Linked DNA regions of Sus scrofa: region 1 is linked to region 2. Evidence: chromatin contacts called from public Hi-C data. All regions are on one chromosome and are shown on one strand. The core of a region is the stretch at or near the end of the contact, and the rest is flanking DNA. Distances in the headings are between cores, read along the strand shown. Region 1 holds the start of NMI (N-myc-interactor). Region 2 holds the start of RIF1 (telomere-associated protein RIF1).

Region 1 (4,711 bases), core at 2,037-4,536, 110 kb after region 2:
AGAATAAACTGCAAACAGGATCACCAAAATCTTGGCAACAGCAGCATAAACTTGGTGTGTTAGACCTTTTCAAAAAGAAATAGCATGACATAATAGATATTAGGTAGTTTTCTCAGGGTTTGCACATCCGCTAAACTCTTGGTGCCTCTCCCAAGTTGTTTCATTCTTCTGAGATTTTTTCACCTGAGCTTTGGTCTCAGTTCACCTCTTTTGCCTTTAAGAGTCAACTCAAACTTTATGGTCTTCTCTGGAGGAAACATTCCCTGACTTCCTGGGGTAGAGGGGACTACTTTCTCCATTATGTTATGCTACTCATAGTATCACATCTCATACACACCTTGTACAATATGTAACACTGGTTTGGGGGTGTGTGGGGGTGTGTGGTGCACTTATGGGGAGGAGTCCATTGACATCTGGTTGGGAGATAAATTTGTAACACAGTGTACATCTCATATCATGGCAGTGTAGATTTACATGATATGTCCAAGACATCTCATGTGCCTTGTAATATTTATTGAATATATGGTAGGTAGATAGATAGAAAAAGTTTTCCTTGATTCTGTTAGTGTTCCTTGTTGGGTCTGAAAATGAAACTGAAAAAGACAGATGAACAGGAGAAAAGCATACAAAATTATTTAACATAAGTTTTGCATGACATGGAAGTCTTCATAAGGAAATGAAGACCTGCAGAAACAGACCTGAATATCTTTATGCTAGGTTTGATGAAGAGTGGATAATCATGGTGATAAATGATAGGTCAAAGAGTATGAGACAATCGTAGTAAACTGGGGGAAACGGCAAGTCTGGTTTGTTAGGATTCTTCTCTGTGTCCTTTGATTTTGGAGATAAGAATACACCTTTCCTATAGGTATAGGGAAAACACCTCTCACAGGAGGCTTTTTGAACTATTTCAGAGAAGAGTGGGAGAGGGGTGGGGGGAAGGGCAGAGTGACCGTTTTGCTTCTACTGTTTTCTCAAACTTCTTTCCCTTAAAACATCAATATGCCAAGGTGCCATATTTTGTGGAAGCATGTCCTGAATCCTATCATTAGTAAAGCATTGATCAATTTGCCCCATTAGAAACTTCTCAAGATTTTAACAGCTGTTCCTTGAAAAAAAGGATTTAGTGTTCAAATTAGTTTGGTAAATTCAAGTTTAAATAAAGTTAAACTTTTTTTTTTTTTTTCGCTTTTTATGGCTGCATCCTCGGCATATGGAAGTTCCCAGAACTGGAGCTATAGCTGCTGGCCTACCCCACAGCACAGCAACGTGGGATCTGAGCTGTGTCTGCGACCTACACCATAGCTCATGGCAATACCAGATTCTTAACTCACTAATCGAAGCCAGGGATTGAACCCTTGTCCTCATGGATCCTAGTCAGGTTTGCTAACCACCAAGCCACAAAGGGAACTCCAAGTTAAACTTTTTTATTTTTTTCAAAACTAAACTTTTAAATGTGTGCTTTAATTTTCCCCTGCAATATTTCTCAAAACTCTTAATGTGCTGATGTGCACTGGGGATCTCTCAAATGTAAATGCAGTAATGCAACGTTTCCTAATCAAACATGCCCATAGGATTCCTTCTTCTTCATACACTGTAGAACACAGTGTGGAGACACTGATTTCGTGGTTGAGAGTAGAGCAAGACATCAATGTCATTACATAGTAATTGCTTGCTTTTGGATCACCACTTTAAGCCTTAGCTCATCTGCAAAATGGGAATAATACGTATATCTCATGTTGTAGTTGGCAAAAATGCCTAGGAGTTCTCAGTAATGATGATGAACAATACTACATCTGGGAGCAGGGAGGGGAAGGGAGTGGGATGGACTGGGAGTTTGGGGTTAGTAGATGCAAACTCTTACATTTAGAACGGATAAGCAATGAGGTCCTGCTGTACAGCACAGGGGACTGTGTCCAGTCTCTTGAGATAGAACATGATGGGGGATGATGTGAGAAAAAGAATGTATATAGAGTAGTTCCTGCCGTGGCTTAGTGGTTAACGAACCTGACTAGTATCCATGAGGATGTGGGTTCAATCTCTGGCCTTTCTCAGTGGGTTAAAGATCTGGCCTTACTGTGAGCTGTGATGTAAGTTGCAGAAGTGTCTTGGATCCGAGATGCTGTGGCTGTGGTATAGGCTGGCAGCTACAGCTCCGATTCAACCCCTAGCCTGGGAACCTCCCTATGCTTGAGAATGCAGCCCTAAAAAAGACAAAAGACAAAAAAAAAAAATGTATAAAGATGTATGACTGGGTCACTTCGCTGTACAGCACAAATTGGCACAATATTGTAAATCAACCATACTTTAAAAGAAAAACACATCTGGGAACTGACTATTCATTTTCAGAACCCAGTGTTGCAGAGTACTGGATTTGAAGAAGAGTTGCTTTCAGATTGTTACATGGCTCAGCCGTAGCAGGTGAGTGGGCAAAGTCTTCCCTAATACCTGCATCCCTTATCCTCTCACAGGATTGCAGTCAAACTTACATGAATCCTGCTCTGGTCATGATCCTATTGCTTAGTATCTTCTTATAAAAAACAAAAAGAAGAAATGAAGTTTGAACTAAATAAATTCTAGAGTTCATGTTTTCTAAAATTCAACGGGAGAACAAAAGTAGTTCTCAGGCTGCAGCAGGTGGAGTGTTGGGACTTTTCTAACTGGGCTGATGAGCACAAATGTCCAAGCACCACTTAATTTTTCTCACTTAGAAAGGATACTTTTAACTGATTGCCATCAATATTCTTGACATAAAGGAATTCGGCTTTGGTTAATCTTTTAGATCACTGTATCAGTTATCACATATGATTGCATAGCACTATAGACTAGAACTGATGCCTGGAAGTCATTTTGATATGTCTCCTTCCTGGCTCTATTTACAACCAAGTACAGCTGTGGGGTGGTTCTTTTTGCAGGATTAAGAAACCCTGCAACTCTTGAAATAAACCAGATGTTTTCCATTTCAAAGAAGATCACACCTAGTGAGGTATTTATTTACAAGCTTCACCACAAAACAAAAGAAGACAACTTTCAAGGGACACAGGTCATAGAAACCCACAGAACATCACAGCTTTCCCAACTTCCTGGGAAGTTGCAAAAGAAATGCACAAAAGTGGACCTTGCTGGCTGCAAACACTTGTAGATTAAGGTTATAAAGACCAGCAAATTACAGGGAGAGTTATACCATCGTGTGAGAGACTCTCACTTTTGTTTTCTATCCACTTTTCCAAAAATACGTCCTGTAATACACATACAAAGGAGTGGTTTTTAAAACATGTTCTAAAATCAGCATCTAGGGAAACTACAGGAATACTCTAGGAAGAGATTCTCAAAACAAAAACAAAACCACCACGTTTTAAATATCGAAAGTGAAAATAAGTATAACTTAGTGACCAATCATTGGAGACAACAGGTTTGGCATTCGAGCAGTGGCTAGATTGAAAGGCATTATTTGAGTAGTTTACTTCTCTTTTAATTCATTCTTTCTTACTTTTTTTTTTTAAAGCATCAAATTGTTGAGCCCGAGGACACCCACTTGAAAAAGGTACAAGGTACTTCCGACCAGGCAGCCCCAGCGCGCAGCCAGGGAGTTTTCCGGAAGCGGGTCGCCGCGCTTGGCCGCCCGAGGCGGGTAAGTGGGCGCCTTGTTCCCCCGCTGCCGGGCTCTTCTTAGTCATGGGCTGGACGGGCCATGCGTGGCATCCCGGCGAGTTCTGCGGGGCCGGGGACCTCGTGGTGGGAGGAGGGTGGGGAATGCCGGGCCGAGAGCAGGCGTGGCGGGGCGGGGGTGGTGGCGGGGCGCGGGTGGTCAGCGGCTCTGCGGGACCCCTAGCCCCAGCCCCACCGCCGTGCTCCTGCGCAGCCCGCAGCCGGGGTCGCGGGGACCGCCCTGCAAGCGAGCGGACGCGCCTGCCCGGCCCACGAGGCCTTCTCTGTGCCGTACCGGCCTCTGACCCAGTTTCCTTTGCTTTGCTTCATTTCGGAAATTGAAACTTAACACGGTTTGTGTTTCCCCACTGTTCTTCTAGTGTCTCTGGAGATGGTTCTTCGGAAAAAGAATCCCTTAATGAGATTTACGCTCTTGGCAGGCTCAGGGTTTGGCAGTCGTGCCTCACTTTTACGAATACGCAGGGACTTTTAGAAAGAGACATCCACAAAAGAAGGCGGTGTTTCCTTGTCTATAAAACAAGCATAAGGTTTTTTTTTTTAATTATTTATATCATCATTAATCACCACCTCTGTTTCCCCTTCACCTCGTTCCTTTCTTTTTGCTGCCAGGCATGCGTGTGGGAAGATTTAATTCTATTAGGCCGGGCACCAGAGTGATACGAGTATATTAGGGAAATAGGTAATAAATTGGTGGAGGCGGTTTGTATTAGTTTTTTCATTCACTGCCATACATTCCTACGGACTTGAAGGCTTTAAGAGCCCTAAGTATATTCTATTAAAATTCTATACGTTAGATGTCCAGTTGGGGGTCCTTGGGTTAAAATCAAGGTGTCTGTAGGCTGCCTTCCCTTCTGGAGGCTAATGGGATGAATCTGCTTTCTTTCTCTCTTCCAGCTTCTTTAGATTGCTCACCTTCTTTGGCTCCGTCGTCTCTTTCTCTGTCTTCAGAGCCAGCAATGTTGCATCTCTGATCATTCTTCTCTTGTCACATTTCACTCAGATTCTGCTCTTCTGCTTTCCTCTTTCTCTTTGAAGAAGGACG
Region 2 (4,726 bases), core at 889-3,388:
ATCTTGATGGAATAATCCTGTCTAAAAGCATGAAAACAAGGTTGTAAAAATAAGAACTCAAAGGGACTGTGGAGATTTAGTTTAACCTCTGAATTCTAAAAACAAGGAACTTAAAAGTTAGGTGTAAAGGAAAGTCACAAAACCACCATATAAGCAAGTGAGGACAAGGGCACTGGTTCTTGGTTTGATATTAAACTATATAACTTCCCTATAAACAAGCAAACAAGATAACCATAGTAAGGATTTTTTTAACCAAGCAACTGCGGCAAAAACTGAGGGTAAGATTTAAAAAAAAAAAAGAATGTTACCCACACAGTAAATGAATGACAAAATTATAGAGTCATTTATTTAGAAATGGATTGCTACAAACAGATCACTGAACTCTGATCACCACTTTTACATTAAGAATGCAAGTTTTGGATTCAAGTGCCTTGGCAACTTCAGGCAAGTTAAACCAATTTCTTCTGCAAAGTGGGGATTAAAGAGTAACCCCACTGGGACATGGAGGATTGGAGGACTAAATAAGAGAAAACACGTAAGGTAATTAAGACAGCACTCAATACACTGTAAATCCTCAAACAGTACTATAATAATACTACTGTTATTTACTTTACGTTCAAAGTTGAGTTGGCAAAACATTTTCCCCACAAGCTATTTAATAAACAACAAAGATACATACCTTTAAAACTTTGAAGAGCCGAGGAAGTTTTTTCTCAATTTCTATAATGATTTCTTTTCCCTCTTCTCCAGTCATACGACTTAAAAGCGGAAAGAACACAAGTTCATGCAATTGGAAGACATAAAAAAACTATAATCACTCCCTGAAATACCTGCATAATCTTTTTAAATGTTATATTAGAACTCTGGCAAATTAACTGACTCAGTGCTTAAGATAACTTAATATATAATACAGTATACAACTGAAATAAATGCAAAGCCGCCCTCACAATAACTTGTGCATCCATAGACACATTTTGACAGTTTCACTATGTAAAAGCGAAATCTATCCCTACTTAGAAATTTACTCAAATCTTCATCATTTTGTACCTGCTGTTAACCCTTTTCCAGTAATTTCCAAGTAACTCTAAGTAACTCAGAAAAATACGGTCTGCGGGGAAAAAATAAGCCGCGAAGCATGTGCGACTTAAATTAAACTCGGCTTATTGCTCTCTACTAAAAAGCCAATTCTGGGTTGCCCCACACTGTTCCAAGACAGAGATGGCTTACACTGAAAAACCTCTACTCCAGCACGCTTACTTCCAAGCAAACTTTCCCTAACCCTTTGCAAGCGAGACACACGTGCGGGCTTCCTCATTCCAAACACACGCCTCAAGGGCAGCAGCCCCCGCAACAGTGAACGTCACTGAGCACATACCTTCCCCACCACCAGCCCGCGACCCGAGCGCCCGCACAGCTCCCAGACTCTAGAATACACAAGCTCGCTTGCTGCGCCCCACCTGCAGTACCCTCTCCCCGAGACCCACCAGGGCGCCCCACCCCCACCCCCAGCAGGCCTCACCTGGTCAGAGTCAGGTAAGCGTCGGTCTGCTCTCCTTGGGAGGCGGAAGGGTCTTCCAGAGTCTCCAACAGCGGCGCCAGGTGGCTCGGACCCGGGGCGGTCATGTCGGCCACCCTGCGGCCCGGACCGGAAGAGGGGAAGAGCCGGTGACCGAGGGAAACAACCCCCTCCGCGGCCCGGCAGGGACCCGGCCCCAGAGCCCCACGGCGTCCACGCCGCGAGCTCCTGGAGGCGGAGGGACCCACAGTCCGAATCTCCGCCTGCCCCGCCACACGCACCCAGGCCCACGCCGCGCCCCAGCCCAGGCCCGCTCCCGCCACCACTTTCCCGGGCAGCTTTCAACAGGGGGAGGAGACCGGCGGGGGGCGGGAGAAACCCGGGGCGCGAGGCGTCTCGCCGCGAGGGGGCGGAGGATGCGCCGGGCCGAAGCTTCCAGCCGCCCAGCACTGGGATCCCAATATTCACCCCACGTACAAAGACAGGCCTGCGTCTCCTCCGCCGTCGCCCCGTAGCACCTTGAGGCGGCCAGAGCTCGACTTTTCCGGCTCGGGCTGTTTACTCACGCGTGCGGCCAGCTCCCTCCTAAACCAAGATGGCGGCGGGGGCGGGGCCCGGAGCGCGCGCGAGTGGGGCAGGCCTAGCCGGAGAGGCTCGAGTCAATCCAACAGGCGGTGGCGCACCGGAGTCATCGATCACCTCTCTCCCTCTCCTGCTGTGTCCCCTCCCTGCCCCCCAGGTCACCTTGCAGGTGGTTGGGTTAAATTTAACCAGCGAGGGTCTTGAAATTCAAAATGTAAATCTCCAAAGTTCACCGATTTTAAAGGTAGTGGGTCTTCAGACTGTCTTCAAATTGCAATTCCAGTATTTGTTAAAGTATTGGCAACAACTCATTTAGCAAGAGGAGATAATTGGATGGTGATGTTTAAGACTAAGAGTTGCACCAGCTATAATGGAAAAAAATAAAAATCATTATATATTAAAAAAAAGACTAAGACCTGCATTTAGATTGGTCTAGATTCCAACCTCTTGTTCTTCATGACCTTGGCAAGTTAATCAACCTTTTTATGCCTCAACTTCCTCCTCAGTAAAATAGGGATGATAATAGTATCTAATTCAGGAGAAAGCCAAGTGAGAAGAGGTTGGAGAGGCCAGGGACTCTCAAGTTTTAAGTGTACATAACAATGGCCTGGGGCTATTCATAATTAAACTGCAAGCTTCTGGGACCCGCCCTTAGGCATTGTGATTAGGTAGATTTAGGTAGGATCTGCATTCTTCTATTAGGCCTCAGAGGTTGAAGGGTGGGGTTTGGCTAGGACTTAACACTTGGAGAAACTACAGCAAACTTTTTTTTTTTTTTTTTTGTCTTTTTGCCTTTTCTAGGGCTGATCCCGCGGCATATGGAGGTTCCCAGGCTAGGGGTCGAATCGGAGCTGTAGCCACCAGCCTACGCCAGAGCCACAGCAACTCGGGATCCGAGCCACGTCTGCGACCTACACCACAGCTCACGGCAACGCTGGATCCTTAACCCACTGAGCAAGACCAGGGATCGAACCCGCAACCTCATGGTTCCTAGTCGTATATGTTAATCACTGAGCCACGACGAGAACTCCTACAGTAAACTCTTAATGAAAGTTGGTTCTTAGTGCTAATATGTTGCTCCCCTTTTCCTAGACCTCTGAGTCTCTTGAGTAATTTTGTCAACTTTAAACCAGGCAACTAAGGCCCAACAGCATCTGGTCCTTCCACTGTGGCCTCATGGGTTCTCTGCACCTGGCTTGAGCTTTTACTTATCCACACACAACTATTAGCGGTGGTTTGCCCTTTTCTGTGTTATCTGCACCTAGCAAAGCCTCTGCCAAACCAAGCGCTCAACACAGAGCATGTTTTTTAAACAAAAAGATGAAAGAGAGGGAAGGAGACCTACAACTTTGTGTGAGCCAACCTACAGAAATAGGAAATAATGAGCTGTGTCTGGTTAAGTGTAGAGACACTATGGAAGTAATGTCGGAGAAAGGTTTTCAGTGCAGCCTGATAAGTTCCTTAACCTTTGAAGGGGAATTTGCTCCTCATTTTCTGGTCAGAAGCACGACAACCCAGATATTTAAGATGGTGAAGTCTCGTCTGGCTCAGTGGCAGAGAACCCAGCTATTAACCATGAGGATTCAGGTTCGATCCCTGGCCTCGCTCAGTGGGTTGAGAATCTGACGTCGCCACAAGCTGCAGTGTAGGTCACAGATATGGCCCAGCTCCTAAGTTGCCATGGCTGTGGAGCAGGCTAGCAGCTGCAGCTCCGATTCGACCCCTAACCTGAGAACTTCCATGTGCCCCAGGTGCAGCCCTAAAGAAAAAAAAAAAAGGAAGGTTAAGAAGTTATTAGTCAATGAGTGAAATATGTGGGCAGGTTTGCAACACTGAGTTTCAGTATAATGGAGCCGTTGTATAGGAAAGTGAAAGATGATCCTGAAACCCTATTTTTTTTATGGTAGCTATGAGATTAGTGGATAGTGGAAAGAACACTGAGTTTGCCTTAAGACAAGTACCTTCACCCAATCCTTGTGTGCCTTATTTGGCTTTACTGTCTATCACTTATCACTATCTGATATTACATTATATATCTATTTTTAATTGTCCCTTCATTAGAATGTAAATTTCTTGCATATAGGGTCTTCGTCCTATTCTCTCTCTCCTTTTTTTTTTCTTGCACCTCATTGCATCTGGAGTTCCTATTCCAGGGATCTGATCTGAGCCACAATTGCAACCTATGCCACAGTAGCAATTCCAGATCCTTAACCCACTGAACTGGGTAGGGGTTCCAACCTGCATCCCAGCACTTCATAGACACCACAGACCCAGTTGCACCACAGCAAGAACTCCTGTTCTATTTTTTTTTTTTTCTAATTGATCATTTGTAACAAAGAGGTTGGAATGTTCATCCTTCTCTTTCAAATGTGTAGAACTATGATCTCCTAAAATGTTATGTAATATTTTATCATTGTCATTCCCATACCTGAAATCCTTTGCAGTTCCATCAACCACAGGATGAATTGCAAAACTCTTGGCATAACACACAAGCCTATTATTTGGACCACTGCTTCACCTCTAGCCTTGCCCCCACGTCAGCCAGATTCTGAATAGCTTGCCACGATCTCTAACTTTTCTATGTCTTTAAAGGCCTGTGTTGTTTCTTGTGTTTAGAACATTAAGTCA

The links. Hi-C and Micro-C count contacts between places; a contact is called where the count stands out from the background.
Region 1: a Hi-C map of skeletal muscle shows a contact between it and region 2, with 2.6 times the contacts expected there. The contact joins the promoter of NMI here to the promoter of RIF1 in region 2. A contact is called at or near these places in 5 of 47 Hi-C or Micro-C datasets (embryonic fibroblasts, fibroblasts, liver and 2 more) and 1 of 2 datasets of contacts at active chromatin or transcription factors (alveolar macrophages).

What each region holds. Positions count from the first base shown.
Region 1 is chr15:938,093-942,803 of Sscrofa11.1, forward strand. NMI (N-myc-interactor) reads left to right here and starts at 3,287. Exons shown (of 11, transcript XM_003359414.4): 1 at 3,287-3,412; 2 at 3,506-3,631.
Region 2 is chr15:829,898-834,623 of Sscrofa11.1, forward strand. It overlaps RIF1 (telomere-associated protein RIF1), which reads right to left and starts at 2,139. Exons shown (of 35, transcript XM_021076097.1): 1 at 1,994-2,139; 2 at 1,520-1,633; 3 at 680-758. The coding sequence starts at 1,623.